Regions from separate parts of the Zea mays genome. Here all the other regions are linked to region 1. A link is a contact called in public Hi-C data. All regions are on one chromosome and are shown on one strand. The core of a region is the stretch at or near the end of the contact, and the rest is flanking DNA. Distances in the headings are between cores, read along the strand shown. Region 1 holds the start of LOC100191683. Region 2 holds the start of LOC103632011 (pentatricopeptide repeat-containing protein At4g20740). Region 3 holds the start of LOC103632002 (serine/threonine-protein kinase Nek3). Region 4 holds the start of LOC100280318.

Evidence for each region. A called contact is a pair of places that touch in the nucleus more often than the background predicts.
Region 2: a contact with region 1 is called in a Hi-C map of tassel, with 1.8 times the contacts expected there. The contact joins the promoter of LOC103632011 here to the promoter of LOC100191683 in region 1. A contact is called at or near these places in 3 of 25 Hi-C or Micro-C datasets (ear, leaf and tassel).
Region 3: a contact with region 1 is called in a Hi-C map of ear, with 3 times the contacts expected there. The contact joins the promoter of LOC103632002 here to the promoter of LOC100191683 in region 1. A contact is called at or near these places in 12 of 25 Hi-C or Micro-C datasets (ear, endosperm, leaf and 3 more) and 1 of 3 datasets of contacts at active chromatin or transcription factors (leaf).
Region 4: a contact with region 1 is called in a Hi-C map of ear, with 1.9 times the contacts expected there. The contact joins the promoter of LOC100280318 here to the promoter of LOC100191683 in region 1. A contact is called at or near these places in 2 of 25 Hi-C or Micro-C datasets (ear and leaf).

The regions. Positions count from the first base shown.
Region 1 is chr7:9,702,492-9,707,048 of Zm-B73-REFERENCE-NAM-5.0, forward strand. It overlaps LOC100191683, which reads right to left and starts at 1,838. Exons shown (of 4, transcript NM_001137112.1): 1 at 1,398-1,838; 2 at 526-639. The coding sequence starts at 1,671.
Region 2 is chr7:9,952,703-9,957,259 of Zm-B73-REFERENCE-NAM-5.0, forward strand. LOC103632011 (pentatricopeptide repeat-containing protein At4g20740) reads left to right here and starts at 2,792. Exons shown (of 4, transcript XM_008653867.4): 1 at 2,792-4,557. The coding sequence starts at 2,861.
Region 3 is chr7:9,532,760-9,537,316 of Zm-B73-REFERENCE-NAM-5.0, forward strand. LOC103632002 (serine/threonine-protein kinase Nek3) reads left to right here and starts at 2,235. Exons shown (of 15, transcript XM_008653861.4): 1 at 2,235-2,472; 2 at 2,813-2,937; 3 at 3,003-3,069; 4 at 3,337-3,402; 5 at 3,573-3,619; 6 at 3,701-3,746; 7 at 3,847-3,927; 8 at 4,025-4,067; 9 at 4,184-4,233; 10 at 4,320-4,401; 11 at 4,498-4,547. The coding sequence starts at 2,852. It also overlaps the pseudogene LOC103633714.
Region 4 is chr7:9,869,279-9,873,835 of Zm-B73-REFERENCE-NAM-5.0, forward strand. It overlaps LOC100280318, which reads right to left and starts at 2,335. Exons shown (of 3, transcript NM_001153244.1): 1 at 2,215-2,335; 2 at 1,421-2,123; 3 at 1-5. The coding sequence starts at 1,750.

The DNA of each region.
Region 1 (4,557 bases), core at 588-3,087:
GTGATATTCCAATTGCTTCTGACTCAGACAAGCATATCATAAAGCCACTAACAACTACAACTTGGTCGTACAGATAGACTAGCCAAATGCGCACATGGGTTGCCATCACATGCTACTTGAGTTTTCTCTATAATCTTTACCACCCCCCCCCCCCCCCCCCCAAAAAAAAAAAACTCTCCCCAAAAGCATCCTGCTATGGCATACTACACGCCAGTTGCATTGCACAACCCAAAAGTGAATTCCACATTGCCAGAACAATCTGCGCCTGACGTGATATTGCTAATTTAGGCAAGCCAGTGAATAAAGCAATTGAGACAAGCATAACACATAACCATCAAACACCTACAAATTTGGCTGTGCACATCACATAGGCTGCCAGGGCAAGTTCCCAGAAATTTCTGTGTAACCATGGCATGGCATTTTAAACTGATGCTGCCGATTTAGACAAGCAGGCACACAAAGCAGCCATGGGAGATGGTAGCCAAAACAACTGAACAATGAAGCCACAAAGACAAAGATGGTTACCACTGGTGAAGGCACATGTCATGCCCACAGCAAAGCTGATGGCAACGGTGAAGAGGCCGAGCAGGATCAGGTTGACTGGGTGCTTCTCGTGGTAGAAGTACAGCGGGCACAGCACTGCACACCGAAGAAAATTGAACGGCCATGTTCAGCCTTGAATCATCAATCCAAGTAATTAGACACCCAGTTCAATCCAAATAACACGCAATTAGGACAGGTGGGGGTGGGGGGAAGGGCCCTTCTGCTAAACACAAAAAAAAAACACGGTTGACAACCCACCCACCGAAAAACACTCTTGCCACAACGCCACGGTACCTAAACGTGCACGGATGAGATCACGCAAGGCTCCTCCAGTTTCACATTGACAGAGGCCCTCCAAACTTTACCTAATCGGCCAACAACACCTCGCAGAATTTCGCTGCCAGGACTAGCAGGCTTCGCAGTATTAGGACACGGGCATCAGAATCTGATTCTAACTGCAACCTTGAAGCAATGCACAGAATATATTCGACAGAATTACAGAAATACCGTCTCGATTCTCCAACCCCAACTGCCTCCCCGTGCACCCGATCGGAAAAAGAGAACCCCCAAAAAAATAATTCAGGAGTTACCAGTTGATCGAACTCTAACCACACCGAATGCTGCGATTCAAATATCGCAACCGCAATCCACATCCAAATTGTTAACAGCGATCGACAAGCACCCGGCAGTCGGCATTTTGCGGAAGAGAAGCGAAGTGTTCGCATGAACACCCTTCGTTCGAACCCCTACTCTAGTGCTTCCCCCCACCGATCCGAACGAGAGAGAGAGAATCCTCGGAGTAACAACTAAAGCCAGAGAGGGAGATGGATGGTTGAGGGCGGCTGCGGACTCACCGATAAAGGGGAGGATGATGAGGAAGATGTAGAGGCCGAGGCCGGCGCTGGTGGTGGTGAAGAAGTGCGGGATGGCGCGGACCTTGACGACGACTGCGGCGACGACGGCGGTGAGGAGCAGCTGGAGGGAGAGAATGACGTAGATCTTGCGGATGAGCGCCCAGCGCAGCTCGGGGCTCTCCTGCATCCCCGGGTAGAGCTGGCGCGCGCCGCCCGTGGCGGCGGCGCCCGATGTCCCCGCCTCGACGTCGAGGCCCTTCTGGTACCCGAACATTCTGGCGCCTCGGCCGACGGTAACGGCGGCGGCGAAGGCCTCCTCCTCTCTCTCTCCGGGAGGTTGGGCGGGTGGTGCTGGCGCTAGGGCTAGGTAGGGTCTCACGAGTGGGGGCGGAGGCGTGGAGAAGGGAAGGGAGAGACTAGAGAGAGTGAACGGCGTAGAAGAAGAGGAGCGCGGCGCCTCCTTTTTGGACAGAGGAGAGCAAGATGAATAGATATGATGCTGGGGCTGGGATGGAATTGGTGGCCTCTGCGGAGATGAAGACGTCGTGTTGTAGTTACTAAAGACGTTTGCACCACCGGACTGACTGATGGGTCCGGATCCGTGGTACCCACATGTTATTTGGAAGCGTTCAGGTCAATGCGCGTGAGAATGGTTGATGGTTCGAATGGACGCATGTGCAAGAGTCGCGGTCGCGTGGACTTGTAAGGCCGGGTCATCTGGCATGCGGGGCCTCCACTCAGGTTATCCTGGGCCTACGTCACCAGGCTGGAACCTTTGGGCTTGGCGTGTGCCCGCCTGCCCGGTCGACTGGTCCAGGTCAGGCACGGACGCCTATTCGCTTATTCCTACTCCATCCGTTCCATCTAACCAAGGTGCCGTTTGGTTCACATATTTGTAACGTAATGGATAACTGATAACGTTAAATCATGTTTGTTTTAGTCCAACCGTAATCAGATACCACACTAAAAATTGATACTAGCCTATTCAAACTTGTTACCACCTGTAATCGAGCGTAAACCATTATCATTACCATTTGCGTTACATTTTTTGAACCAAACAACACCTAACTCTGAGTTGGTTCAAATACCAATAAGGCAATATATATATATATATATATATATATATTTATTCTTCTATATACCACTAACCTATACGTATATATAGAGAGCGTATATATAGAGAGCACCTGACTTATATTGAGGGATTAGAATAAAAATTAGTTATACCTTATATTCTGGGACACCTTATATTCTAGGACGGATAGAGTACCAAGATAGCAAGCTGCGTGGGAGTAGAATTGGTTGAAGACTAGACACTGGATAGCGGGCTGCTAGACGTGTATTATATAATGCTTCCGTACGAATTTGTTACTCCCTCCATTGTTTTTTATTTGTCGTGTTTTAGTTCAAAACTAAACTAGCAGGTGACAAATAGTCTAGAATGAAGGCAGTGTATTGACTTTTTTATTACAAGTTTTGTTTATTATCAAAAATATTTTACATATGATTTAATTTTTTTATTTTTTATGATTTTTTTGAATAAGACGAATGGTCAAAATTAGGGTTCAAAAGGTCAAATAAATTATATTTTGAAACAGAGGGAGTATATGGTTGTTAGAAATATGTACAGCTCTGCTTAGTTGGGTCTGATGTCGTGGCTAAGGTAGAGTGATCAGTTCAATTGGTCGATATCGATCCCCTGTGTTAGAGAATGGATTGATATGGATTGTCTGTTATCACATTACAACTTGTAATTAGTTTATGATAGCAAAGTCTAGTAAATAAAAAAAATTGGTCAAACAATTCAATATTCTTCCTCGTGAAAAAAATGTGTGTATGCATGGGTACGACCATGGATACCTAGGGCAGGCCTCGACATGGCCCGGGCCAATGCCCCACCTAGACCGGGCATGGGTGCTATGGGTTAGGGGACGGAGAGTGAGACGAGATAGACGTGATACGGTAGTGTTTAGTTTAAAATAGGAGATAAAATAGAAAAGTTATTGGAGATAGCCTTATCCGGGTGCTCGAAAAAAAGCCCTTCGAAGTGAGGGATAGGAAAACGCTGAAGGATAACCACATGTAGCGATGGTAGTTTTTTAAACTCCGTCAAACTTAATTTGGTGAGCTTTTGAGGACCGTTTGTTTATAATTATAATATACTCAGACTATATAATCTTAAATTATATGATAGTTTAAAATAAGTTACATTTTATAATTTAAATAGATTATAATTGGAAACAAACATGCATGACGGTTTTCTTCCCCTGTGCCGGAGTCACAGATATGGCCGGCCGGCCGTTGGTCGTCGCTCGGATTTGGGCCCTGTTGGGCTCAATTATCCCAGCTTCAGAATTGCATGGCCACCTGCAGATTGGAGGTCATATCCTTCCGCCGTTCCGCTGCACGAAAGTATCGCTGCAACTGCAACCACCTCGCGCGCGTGCGGTGCGAAACTGCGAGTCCTGCGATGCAATCGAGCGGCGCGGACCGCGGGACATCCTTTTTCACTGCCTCGGTCCGTTGGTCGCTGGTCGGGCTCTGGTCCGGCAAGCATGACTTCGAGCCCCAAAATGGGGAACTTTTTTTTTCACCCCAACACAGGCACAGTAAAGTACAAGCAGTCATCACGAGTCCCGACCTCAAAACATTTGCAAAGTTACTTTTACCCATGTACAACACTGAGACTATCGATCAGTTTTATAAATATATGAAACACTTAAGGTCTAGTTTGAATATTCTAATATTAACCTTAATTCACATATATTGAGATGAATCAGAGTGTAAGTTAAACTAATTTAGATCTCAATACATCTCAACACAGATTGAGTCAAATATTAGAGTACCCAAACAAACTAAGAGACGATATGAAGCTCATAATCATAAATGCAGTTAAGAGATAATAGGTATAGAGAATAAAATAGAGACAAAATTTTATCGAATAGTATGTCTTTTTATATTTTTTGCAATTCACTCTCTACAAACCTATCAAGACCTCATATTAAATGAGATGTACATGCGTAATATTAGCTGCTAATTTTAAGTTTACATGCTCGCCCATTATCATACGTCAAAGAAATACTAATATACAATGGTATTGTAGCCTATGTGAGAACACGACTGATCTTAGAACTATGCTTTAGTGTGAGATAGTCAAAGA
Region 2 (4,557 bases), core at 1,542-4,041, 250 kb after region 1:
ATCTCATGTATTAAGTCTTAGATTGAAAGGGAAATGGAGTATTCGGCAAAGACATCGCTTCCACTCAACTCCATTGGTATTATCCACTCTTTGCCGGTATCCCGCAGTCTCTCCGTCTTTGGTATAATCTTCACTCATGTTTTATTTGCCAAAGGGGAGAAAGTAGTTATTTAAGGGCTTATATTTCACTCAAAGTATCTGTTTTTGGCGATTCATGCCAAAGGGGGAGAAAGTATTAGCCCAAAGCAAAAGTACCGCACCACCCACCACCTAGTTTTAGAAAACTAATAATTTTCAATTGGTAAATTTCAAATTGGTATCTTATTGTGTTCAAAAGGGGGTGAAAGTAGTATTTTCAAAATCAATATCTTAAAACCCTCTTGAACACTAAGAGGAGGATTTTATTGAGGGGGAGTTTTGTTCAGTCAAAGGAAAAGCATTTTGAAACAGGGGAGAAAATTTCAAATCTTGAAAATGCTTCTCAAAATCTTATTCATTTACCTTTGACTATTTGCAAAAGAACTTTGAAAAGAATTTACAAAAGAGTTTGCAAAAACAAAACAAATGGTGCAAGCATAGTCCAAAACATTAAATATAAGAAAGCATCCATGCATATCTTATGAAATGTAAAATTGGTTTAATTCCAAGTAACCTTTGCACTTACCTGTTGCAAACTAGTTCAATTACTGCACTTATATATTTGCTTTGGTTTGTGTTGGCATCAATCACCAAAAAGGGGGAGATTGAAAGGGAAATAGGGTCAAACCTTTTCCTAAATGATTTTGGTGGTTGAATTGCCCAACACAAATAATTGGACTAACTAGTTTGCTCTAGATTATATGTTCTACAGGTGTCAAAAGTTCATCTACAACTATTCTAAATCGACTGTCCGGAATACCGTAGATTATTCCGGACAGGAGAAGCTTTTTGGAAAAACAGACTAAGCGCGGACCGTCCGGGCCCTTGCGGCGGACCGTCCGCGACACCAGGATGATCCTCGGACAGAACCAATGCAAAAACACATATCTCTACTACGGACCGTCCGATGAAAAAGCAAGCTCCGTCCGAGGCCAAGCGCGGACCGTCCGGCCACAGGCGCGGATCATCCGGTCGGTGCAGAACCAAAAAGCCCGAAGGTGACAAGTTGAGCAAAAGGAATTATAGAGCTGGCGCGGACCGTCCGGGACCAAGGGGACCGTCCGCGTGGTGTCACCGAGGCAGATAGCCGTTATTCTAGCCGTTGATCTGTCAGAAGTATCCGTTGAAGATGTCAGAATCGACCGTTGGAGGGTCGCGGACCGTCCGGGCCCTAGCCGCGGACCGTCCGCCAGTGCAATTTCTGGCAGATGCGCCCCAACGGCTATATGGGTGGTTGAGGGCTATAAATACCACCCCAACCGGCCACTTCAAGGAGTGGGAGTCCAAGCTACATTCCAAGTCACATAGTTGACATACTCAAGCCCTCCCAACCACATATATTCATTGATACATCCTATACACAAGATCTAGACCACTACAACCGACATAAGTGCCACAAAAGAGAGAGCAGGAAATTGAGAGCTACTCAATTGAGTTTAGCCCTAGTGCCTTGTGAGATTCATTGAGAGATAGTGTGTGCTACATCTTTGTGTTCATTTGTGCGTAGAGTTTTGACTCCCATCGAACTTCCTCCAAAGTTTTGGAGGCTTGTAAAAGCTAGCAAGAGACACCAAAGAGTGTGGTGGTCCTTGCGGGATCGAGAGTGATCTTTGAGAAGAAGAAGAGCTCGCCGATCCTTGGGTGATCGGTGGAGAGAAGGAAAGGGTTGAAAAAGACTCGTCCTTAAGTGGACTCCTCAACGGGGACTAGGCCTTCGAGGGCCGAACCTCGGTAAAACAAATCACCCGTGTCTTGTGTGCTTATTCTTGTGATTTGTTTGTCCTCTCCCTTTCTAAGTTTCTCTTGCACCACTCTTTGCTAATTCTATTTGGTGTTGCTTTAAGTTAACTTCCCATTTAGTGAAGCAACAAATTGCAAGAGAGAACTTGTGTTATTGCTCTTCTTACCTAAGCCTTCTTGCTTTATTCTCATAGACTTATTAGTAGTATTGATTTATCAATTCCGCATTATTTAGCAATACTCTTTATAAGCAAGGACTTAGTTTTTATACTCCGATATTTATATATCTTGTTCTAACCACTAATCAAGGGATCTAGTTGGGGGATAAAGTTTTAATTTTCAGGTTTCGCCTATCCACCCCCCTCTAGGCGACTTTCAGAACCACATGTTGTGGAGCTATTTTGGTTAAGAGCTACAATGATCCTAAGGCGGATGTTTTGTATGCTGCCACTTAATTTTGTGTACCTTCTACATTTCATTTTGCATCTGTATTGTTGTTTGCTGATTACAAGATAAAAAATGTTTGATACCAACCATTGATAATTTGGGACTCACTAAGCAAAGCCAAAGATAAGTGTTTAAACAACTACCTATGTGATATATAGAAACCATAGCAACACACAAACATCAATGTAATCGTTGTACACTAACATTTATCGAATAATTTATTTGCCGTCGCATCGCACGGGCACGTACCTAGTGAATGCATACGAACAGAACCAACGAGAAATGAAGCGCAACTCTGATAGACTAGCAGAAATATTTTTCAAATCTTCAGATTTAGCTATTCTCTGAAATAAAATTCTAAAAGTACTATTTATGGAATGGGCCTTTTGTAGCCCGACTATGAGAAGAGCTTGGACCATGTCCGAGCCTTTGTATATATGAGGCCCAGCCCACTACGAGTTGGCATCCCCATCACTGCTCTCTGCCACTGCGGATTAGCGCCTGCGCCGCTCCCTTCACATCGTCGGCCGGCGCCATGGCCTCTCCGTCCCCGTCCTCTCCCACTGACCGCCGCCGCAGGCACACCATCTACCACGGCCACCGCCGCGCCTCGCCGCACCGGCCCACAGTCCGCGGCGGCCTCTTCACTGATCTCCGCTTCCCCTCCACTATACACCGCCCTTCCTCCTCCCCCTCCACCGCCACCGCCTTCCGCCTCCGTGACTGGGATCCACACTCGCCCTCTTCCTCGTCGTCTGCTCGCTCTCCGTCACCTCCTTCCGCCTCCTCCTCCTCCTCCACATCCGCCTCCGCTCGCCGCCTCTCCCCGCTCGCGCGCTTCCTCCTCGACGCGCTCCGCCGCCACCAGCGCTGGGGACCGCCCGTTGTCGCCGATCTCTCCAAGCTCCGCCGCGTCCCTCCATCCCTCGTCGCTGAGGTCCTCACCGCGCGCCCTCCCCCGCCGCCTCCGCTCGCGCTCCCGTTCTTCCTCTGGGCGGGCCGCCAGAAGGGCTTCCGTCACTGCTTCCCAGCTTTCCATGCCCTCGCCTCGCTACTGTCCGCGGCGGGCCTCCCAGCCGCGGCTGACCAGCTCCCCGACCTCATGCGCGCGCACGGCAGACCGATCTCCCACCCGCAGCTCACCCTCCTCGTCCGCCTCCACACCGCCGCGCGCCGCCCCCTCCGCGCTCTGCACGCGCTTCGCCGCTTCCGCCACGAGTTCGACGTCCAACCCCAGGTCCACGCGTGCAACCGCGTCCTTGGCGCGCTGGCTGCTGCGGGCCACGTTGAGGACGCGCTCAAGCTGTTCGATGAAATGTCGGAGGGTGGTGTGCAGCCCATCCCAGTGACGTTTGCCATCATGGTTCGTGCACTAGCACACGCCGGAATGGTTGATAGGCTTCTGGAGATGATTGGGAGGATGCGGAACGAGGTGTGTCGGCCTGATGTCTTTGTGTACACTGCACTGGTGAAGACAATGGTGCGGAGGGGGTATATGGATGGCTGCATGAGGGTTTGGGACGAAATGGAAAAGGATGGGGTGGAGCCAGACACAATGGCATATGCTACTATGGTCGGGGGACTCTGCAAGGCTGGGATGGTGGAGGAAGCAGCAGAATTGTTCAAGGAGATGAGGAGCAAGGGGTTACTGGTGGACAGGATGGTGTATGCATCGCTCATTGATGGGTATGTTGCTGTTGGCAGGGTTGGGGATGGGTGTAGGTTGTTGAACGAGTTGGTTGATGCTGGCTACCGTGCTGACCTGGGGATATATAACACACTTATTATTGGGCTGTGTGGCATAGGTAGGGAGGATAAGGCTCATAAGTTATTTCAGATTGTTCTTCAGGAGGACCTTATGCCAAGTTCTGATACTGTTTCACCGTTGCTAGCTTGTTATGCCGAAAAGGGTGAAATGGTTACATTTTTTGGGTTGGTTAACAAACTGGCAGAGATGGGCTTGTCTGTTGTTGAAATGTTAGTAGATTTTATGAAGCTCCTTGCAGGAAAGGATGGTAGGGTATTGAAGGCTGTGGAAGTGTTTGATGCATTGAGACAAAAACAGTATTGTAGTGTTGGCATTTATAATATTCTTATTGAAAATCTGCTGAAGATCAAGGATAGGAAGAAATCACTTTTGTTGTTTGAAGAAATGCAAAGCTCAGTTGATTTTAAACCAGATTCATGTACATATAGTCATATGATCCCATGTTTCGTGGATGAAGGAAATGT
Region 3 (4,557 bases), core at 985-3,484, 170 kb before region 1:
GGCTAGGCATGGGACGACTGGGTTTACACCGGCGTGAAGTGTTGTGCCGAATCAAGTTGCCAGGATATGCAATGAGCCTTGCATATATGTTTTCCCTTGAACCCATCTACAAGTGAAGTTGGACTTCCTGCACGAGGTGCTGACGTGCGTGTACGGCTACTACAGCACGCACGAGCAGGGAGGGCGAGCCTCGGGTCCTGAGGTGGCTGACGTTCGTCACCAACTAGGCAAGTATGGGTCGTTCAACAACGAGTTTGGCGCTTACTTCTCGTCGGCAACATCGGAGGGCAAGGTGGTGGGGATCCACGGCCGCAGCGGCGTGCACATGCCAGCACTAGCTCGGGGACTGGAGGCCTGCCCCCAAGTACGTGTTGTCCAAGTACCTGTTCTGATCACCAAGCAGCTGCTCGGTTTACACGTATCTTGTTTTGGGCGAGTGAATTTTGATTACTTATAGCATTACCATTTATTGGTTCGGGGCATAATCATACGTGTCGATTGAATTGAAGAGATGTAGATGTCCAAGTATATCCTCTTTCTTGAATTTCAAGATATTCTATATTGATTCTTTAATATTTACCACACGAATTTTACATATTATAGTTATGCTTGTTGTTTCGTATCTATGTTTATACATTTTTTTAATTCCGTGGCAACGCACGGGTATAAACCTAGTTTATATATAAGAGGATTGAATCCCCTTTAATTTCCCTTAATCCACTCCTAACCGAACAAGCCTTTAGAAAGAAAGAGAACGCTATACTCATCGATTTAGTTCGTTTGATTGCAATGACAGAACGGAGCGGGACGTGACGCTCCCTTAAATAAATTTGTTTGGTTCAGGGTCAAGAGTTGGGACATGACTACCTCAGTGTTGTATCCAGTTATCGCTCAAAATTAGAGGGCCGAAAGAGTACGCCAGGACATCCGTGTCTGTCCCGCAACTAAACGCACCCAAAAAACCCGTAAGTGTCTCGGGATGCAGAAACGTGCCAATTGGAAGGCGCCAGAGATCCCTTCTATCTGGATGGAAATCAATTTACGTATTTTATTGATATGACTGACTATTACGTTTTTCTTCTTCTTCTTTTGCTATCTTAATTGAAGGGCGGGCATGCAGACAGCTCCTGCCCTGTCGTTTTGTTCGAAAAGAAGTTTTTTTTTTAAAAAAAGAACCACTTCTATTAAACAAGATTTAAAATAGTTTAGTTTAGGGTTTAGGGACCGACCATGAGAACAAAGCTGGATCCTGCTACCAGGCCAAGCAACGTGTGTGGCCTCTTTCGCGCTAACCAAAGTCTCTGGTGTCTTATTAAAACCCAAGAAACTTCAGAAGGTACCGGTCATCCAATCGTGTACATGACATCTAGGGCAAACAAGAAATGGGGAAAAAAAAACACAAGCAAATTCATAAAGAGAAGCGCAATTTAAAATTATATATAAAATAATGTCCGTTCTTTTCTTTTCCTTGTTTCATTCAGAGAACTTATTAACCAAATCTTTCTATACGGGTTCGCTGAACTTCTAAACAAAACTGTGTGAGGTTTCTCCTTTTTTTCCCTTCTCTGCATTCAAGTTAATTTGTAAGTCCAGTTTTGTGGGGTCATGGACTGCATCATGGCTTTTCTTTTAAAGAAAATAAAATACATTACTGGTTTTCTGTAGCTGAAGAGGAAACCAGCAAACCCTTGCCACAGCAAACTAAGTTTTCTGGCACTTTCTTAAAAAAAACAGCCACATCAGAGTTATGGCTTGTTTGACGTTTGGGCATCACCGAGAGCAGCCTAATTCCTACAGCATTCAGGTGAATTCCAAATGGGGGCACCAAGATGCCGCGCCGTGAGAAGAACAGGCAGCGGTTGTTGGCCATTGAAGCAACTGCAGCAGAGCTGTAGCATGGTATCAAGCGTTAAATTTCCCCTGGTTAGCTGTTTGGTTGGTGTCGCAAGAATCGGTACGACCAAAAGCCATCAAATTTCAGCCATATTTTCCACGCACAGATCCTGCGCTCGAATCCGCCACCAGAATTTTCTTGTCCGAGCCTTTATGGCCGGCCTGTACAACGGAACGCGTATGAGTTCCGCTATCACGGCGGGCGGCGGGCGCCGGGGATACGAATAAAGCCCATCAAGGATAATGCTGGTACACGCAGCCACTAAACCAAGGATATTTTTTTCCGTTTCTTTCTTTCTTAGTCAAATCTCTCTCTCTCTCTCTCTCTCTCTCTCTGAGTCTGTGCAGTGCGTTGTGTGTGCTTGGCTCCCACCACTTTCTCTCTCTGCACTTTGAAAACTTCGAAAGCCTCTGGCAAGCTAAGCACGGACAGCCCTCCGTTTTCGTTGTCGGCATGTCAACCCTCTCCTCCTCCTCTTTCTCCCGTGCACTCCATCAGCAGTGCTTCCTCGCTCTAAAAATGGGAGCCGGGCACTGAGGCGGAAGAGCAAGGCGCCCTTCATCCATTAGCCAGCCAAGGTAAGGAGGGAACCACCCATCCTCCTCTTCCACTTCAAGCATCATCAGTGTCGATCCGACGTTCCCAGTCAAGAATCAATTTCGACGATCACTATTTTGGTCCACTGCAAAATTGTAAATTCTCCCATGTCATCAGTTCTTGCTTCGTTCCCTTCACGTTCTGACTTTATTGTTCAAATGCTCATCCATGCAATGGGTTTACAACCAGCATTCGCAAACTTGAACTTTCCTTTTTTTACATAAAAAAATAATAAAAAAGAGGTTCTCTTTTATGTTCCGGTCACATTTCATTTACTGGCACGATGAATTTCTCTGACAACATTCTTCGCCCACCGTGCAGGTGATTTCTGAGCCAGCCAGGAGCTTGACAGTCACAGGGATGGAGCAGTACGAGGTGCTGGAGCAGATTGGGAAGGGTTCGTTCGGCTCGGCGCTCCTGGTGAGGCACAAGGCTGAGAGGAAAAGGTATGGATGGATGCTTGCTTGCTTTGTTTCCATGGTGTCACTCAGCCTGCCTCGTTTTGCTACAGGTATGTCTTGAAGAAGATCCGCCTCGCACGCCAGACCGACCGGTGCCGCCGATCAGCACACCAGGAGGTATGCTCATACTTTGTGTCCAATTACGACCTTCGGCGTCATAAATCTGAAACTGGTTCAGAACACAAGTGGTTATAAATTTTGCAAAACAGAGAGAATTTGAGCTCTCCAAGGGGACAAACAGACACCTTTGTTTCCTTGTAGGGCATGCACGGCTGCTATCCGATGTTAGGAAACATGATTTGTTTCGTTGCCATGATCTTGTGCTAATACATGTATAATAAACCTACACAAAACATGTGAAAGATTCACCACCTTGATGAACAGATGGAGCTCATCGCAAAAGTAAGGAATCCTTACATTGTGGAATACAAAGATGCTTGGGTGGAGAAGGTGAGCATGGTCCCCTGCAGATGCTGCTGTTCACAGTTGTTGCAGCATCCTAAGGGCAGTCTCCGGTCTAGTTCCTTTCCTTGACGCTTCAACGGTCCTGATGAAGGATGATGTGTATGCTCATAATTGCTTGAAAAGGAACAGTTTTTTTTTGTTGTTGTTGTCGTCAGGGTTGCTACGTGTGTATTGTCATTGGTTACTGCGAGGGAGGGGACATGTATGTCGACTTCTGAAACTTCATCCCCTCAACTGACCTGAACTACAATTCTGACCAGTGTTTGTCATTTGTTTTGTGCAGGTCAGAGGCCATTAAGAAGGCTAACAGTAACCATTTCTCAGAAGAGGTAGCTCACTAGACTGTCATCTGTACAGCATGTTCTGTGCCCTCACATTCTGCTCACTGCATTTTGCCCCTCTGGGGTATCCACTCTTCACTGCATGCAGAAACTTTGTGTGTGGCTTGTGCAGCTCCTGACGGCACTTGATTACTTGCATGCCAATCATATCCTTCATCGTGATGTTAAGGTTGCTAGATTCATAGCCTTTTTGTTACCTTACACTCGCAAAGTACCCATGCTGCTTGAGTGGTACTGATACTCATCATGCCTTGTCACTGTTTCAGTGCTCAAACATATTTCTCACAAAGGATCAAAACATAAGGCTTGGTAAGCATCCTGTTGTCAAGTATGCTTTTGGGAAAATTTCCATGTACCTATAAAGTCGATCAGATAAATGATTCAGTTATCACACCCTTTTGTTCCAAACATATGGTCTGAAACAGGTGATTTTGGTCTTGCTAAAGTCTTAACTTCTGATGATTTAGCTTGTTCAGTGAGTTTTCTTGCTCGATCCCTAGGTATTTGACGTGTTCCTCTGTCTATGTTGCTTCTGACTCTGACCATGTGCTGCTTCTGAAGGTTGTGGGAACTCCAAGTTACATGTGCCCTGAACTTCTTGCTGACATTCCATATGGTTCCAAGTCTGACATATGGTCCCTCGGTAAGATTGTATACATCAATTTTCAGTTGCATCTATTCTTCTGAACGTTGGGTGTCTGTCATCTTTGGCTAAACTCCTGCAATGTCCATTCTCCAGGCTGCTGCATCTATGAGATGGCTGCTTTCAAGCCTCCATTCAAAGCATTTGTGAGTAACA
Region 4 (4,557 bases), core at 1,085-3,584, 170 kb after region 1:
AAACCCTGGATAGACGAGCAAACAGCATCAGGCAATGGTTAGCTTCAAAAGACCTCAAGGCAAGAAGATATGACTGGTATATTGCAGTAAAAAATGGTTAATTTTTCATCAGATCAGCAGTAAGAGCTAAAGTGAAATCAAACAAAAAGGTGACCTGCATTACCTCTTTAGGATACGTTCCAGTTAACTTTTGCACAGTTTCAGTTTGCATTGTTTTCAGTTACTTCTTCATTCAATTTGTTATCTTTCTTCTTTAATAAATCAATACTCATCCTTTTCTACTGTTTCAAGGACCTGTCATGTACTGCCTCATTCAAAAGAAAATAAGAAAACAATGAAGGATAAAAAATTAGAGATCATTATTGCAAAAATATTGTTTCGCTCCAGAAATATCGACTTCATTGAGAGAGAAGAATCCATGAGAGGAACAACACAAAGTGCAAGAACAGCATGAAGTTTAGCATCTGACAGTGACACATGACCTAAGATGTTACTATTCAACTATGCACATCATTATAAATAGCTCCAAAGAGTGGGCATTCAGAAGTATTCCAGCTGCTATTAATTCAAGAAAAGGAGCCCTGGCATCAAAACAGAGAAGTACAGCACACGAAGGGTGATGCTGCTGTTGAATAGCTTAAGGAAAATGACAATTCAAAAATATATTATCCTTTATAGATGGTTGTTTGCTAAAAACACAGCAGTAATATTTTCCAAAATGCCAACAAGGTTATCTTCTTCATTTCCTTCCTTTAAGGACAACATGAGCAGATGTGGCGAAGCACATTCCTCATGATAACTAAAATCAACTTGTCTGGGGTTTCTATGTGCTTGTACACAAAGACTATGTAATATGCAACTGTAGTATTAACTTCCATTATACATTCATGCCTGAATACGCTGTCAATTAAACTTATTTGTTTAATTAATTATATATGGTGCTGTTTGGTTCAGCACCCTGAACGGTAACGGGGATGGAGTCACATGCCGCCACGATCACTCACTGCTATAGCTCTGGGAATGGATAGCGCTGATAGTTCTGTGAATCAACACAAACTGTTCTAACCAAACACAAAACAACACAATCGATTTACTCTGTGAATCGATAACGGACAAAAAGGACCAAACCAAACAGCACGTATATGTTTACAAATGTTCTTATCACCAAAAACAAGAGAGGAGGTTCTCACAACCCAATCAGAATAGTTAGATAGTGCACAGCAAACTTCAATGCCTATATGTGCCACTTTGCTGTTCCAATGCTGACCACAAAACATAACAAGGCAATTTCGAGGATTGCACCAACTACTTGCAAAATAGTCAACAGTGTTGTGTTTGGGAGCTGAACATTCAACCCTGTTAACACCTCAGCATCATGAACCATTCCATGCTGAACTGTAATGGGCAAACAAACACTTACATAGGTGTTGAGCTGCCGGACGAAGCTGGAGAAGTTGTTGTGCTTGAAGTGCCTGGGCAGCAGCACCGTGGCGAAGGCGTGCGGATCCCACACCACGAAGCTGTTGTTGGTGGCGCTCCAAGACACAATCAGGTCGGTGTCCGAGTCGTCGACCATGTCATATGTCTTGGTGAGGAACGGCGGCGGCCCAGGGTCATGCAGACCCTCCATCGGCTTTGGTGCCGCGGCGACGGCCGCGGACGGCCCATCCGCGGCCTCCACCGTGCCTGCCATCAAATCTCCTCCCTCCCCATGGCTCTCCTCCTTCACCTGGTTCAGCGTTGAGTCCATAGCCGGATCCTACCCTCCTAATCCGAGTAACGATGCTAAAATCTCTGCTCTGACACCGGAATGGAATAGTCTGTTGGACAATGTCAGTAAAACTCCGTTGTAAAAGAGCAGCAACGAGCAGCTGCCCCTAGCACACGGCCACACAGGAGTACAAGGCACGCATCGACGTTAAGGCATACACACACACGGCGGCCGGCGCGCATCTAGCACGGGGATAGGGAACATGATAAGGTGTCATCCTGGCAAGACCACCTCACCATGTTTACCCCCACCTACAGCTCTGCAAGTACAGGTAGAAAGCAGCCGACAAACTGGGGGCCAGAGCACCACGCCAGACGCCAGGGGCGGAGAGGAAATCAAAGCCGCCGGGTGCCTGAAACGACGAACACAGCAAGAAGTTGATCTTCCGCGGCGGGAACCAGAAATAGGAGAGATTTGAGCGGGAAGGCGGGAGCTTCTGGGACCTCGTGGTGGCACCAGGGCGGGATCTTCTTCCCTGTTGCCCGGAACCACGGCGGGGGTGGGTGAGCCGTCACGAGCGCGGGGAGGGTGGGTAGCTCAGCAGCCTACTAGATGCAGTGGCTCTGGAATGGTGGGTAGGGGGATAGGGTATGGATTTGGCTATTTCGGGAAAGGAAGGTTCTGGAAGGCGAGGGGACGGGGGATGGGGATAAAGCGTCGGGGGGCGGGGACCGGAACTGGCGCGGCGGGAGAGAGACGGAGGAGGAAAGGGTCGCGATCGCGGTCGCTGCCTCGCTGGCGGCGCTAGTCGGTGGAGTGAGTGAGGGCATGGCAAGTGGCGCTGATGAAGTGGGCCTAGGCCACAGATGGGCCGACGGGGACAGGTGTCGGTAGCGCCCGTGCCGTCGAGGTGCTGCTCATGCACGACGGCACGATGTTGTGTTTTTGTTTACTGCACCGTCTAAGAGGTTGTCTCCGGTCAGCTGCGGCCTTAGCGGCCTCTCATCTCCACTTTTAAGAGACAACTATGAATAAAATTAATGTAGTCCTATTCTATCCTTTTAACTCTAAACTAAATAACATTATTTGAGTTATCGTTCCACCTCATCCTGTTCTATCATTGTAACCAAATACACCCTAAATTTATAGAGCCTCATCTTAAATACATATTTAATATATGATACAATAGTTTAGCTGCGAAATACTACAACATATCCATAACCTGGTTATAGGTAAACATGTTAAAACCTAAAAAAAAGTTTTTAAAGTGATGTTGAAATATGTATCTTTTTATTTACCCGTTGTTTAATATAAATATATTTTTACATGTATCTTTAGTGTTTATATTAGTAACATTTATACATAAAAATATCTAAAGGGCATCTATTTTAAACCTTGACGTGGGCCTCTAAAATCTCGTGATTGTCCCTGTCTCCAGCGTGCATATAGTCATATAAAATATTGTTTTACATTGTAGGTCGTACTATTTATAGAGTAAAATTTGAAATATAAGATAAGAGATAGAATAGATAAATTGTTGGAGATTGTCAAAGAGGCTATAAGCTAGCTAAATGTTAAGATGTAAGAGATAAGAGGAGAGTAGAAACGAGTTATAAACTTACTGTCGATTTAGACATAAGAACCAAATTTTGTGAGAGATAAATAGGGTTGTACATTAACAACGAAAACTAACTACTATACAAACGAGTTAAATGGTAAGCTACAAAAATCCTTACAGCCATGAGACAATCGTTTCAACTTGTGCTTAACATGTGCATTACTATTTCTATATATCATATAGATATATTTTATTTAAATAAGGTAGTTATTTAAATATGTTTTTAACTTTTATAATAATTTATGCTTTATCTAAATTAGTCATTGTGTTCAATCTCATCGTGTCTATCGTATAATTTGTGTAAGTACATTTTATATGACGGGTAAGAAACCCCAATTGCAATTATCATACCGTGTATGTATCATACATACACATTGACAAATTTACATGTAGCTTTAATGTCACTGTGTATGTTGATGTCTTAACAAGTTGAACCCGCGGGTTTTTCATGGGTTTCCACCTAGTTATGGATTGGTTTAGGGTGAATAATGTTATTGTGTGAGTTGGGTTTAATTTCCTTCTTATGTTTTAGGTGGTTGTGGGATGGATGTAAATGTTACTAGATTTGGATGTGGGTTGGGTTTTTTGCCATTAGCAGGCTTATATGTATGTAGTGTCTTTTTATCACGATGAAAAATACTTATTTTTTATATATGCCCCCTGTCGACCGTTGGCGCGGGCCACGCGTCGCTCGCGGATTGCGCGGCCGACCGTTGCGCCGGCGGCCGTTGGCTCATCGGACAGTCCGGTGCACAACCGGACAGTCCGGTGAATTATAGTCGTACGCCGCCAAACATTCCCGAGAGCGGCCTGTTCACCGGAGTCTAGCTTGGCACACCGGACACTGTCCGGTGCACCACCGGACAGTCCGGTGTGCCAAGCCGAGCTGAATCTTGGCTGTACACAGGCACTCTTTTCCAATCTTTTCTTTTCCTGTTTCTAGCACTTAGATAACTTCATTAGTGCTCAACCAAATGTACTAAAGTCTAGAAATATACCTTGTTACATGATTTGCACTTCTTCAAACTTTGGCACAATTTATCATGTGTTGCGCACTTAATCACCAAAACAATATAGAAATGGCTCAAGGGCACATTTCCCTTTCAATCTCCCCCTTTTTGGTGATTTATGCCAACACATCAAAAGGCAAATGCAAAACATGCAACATTGATTCGAATTGAAGACCAAATTGTTTTTGACTCAAATTTGTCATATTTGGATCATTCTT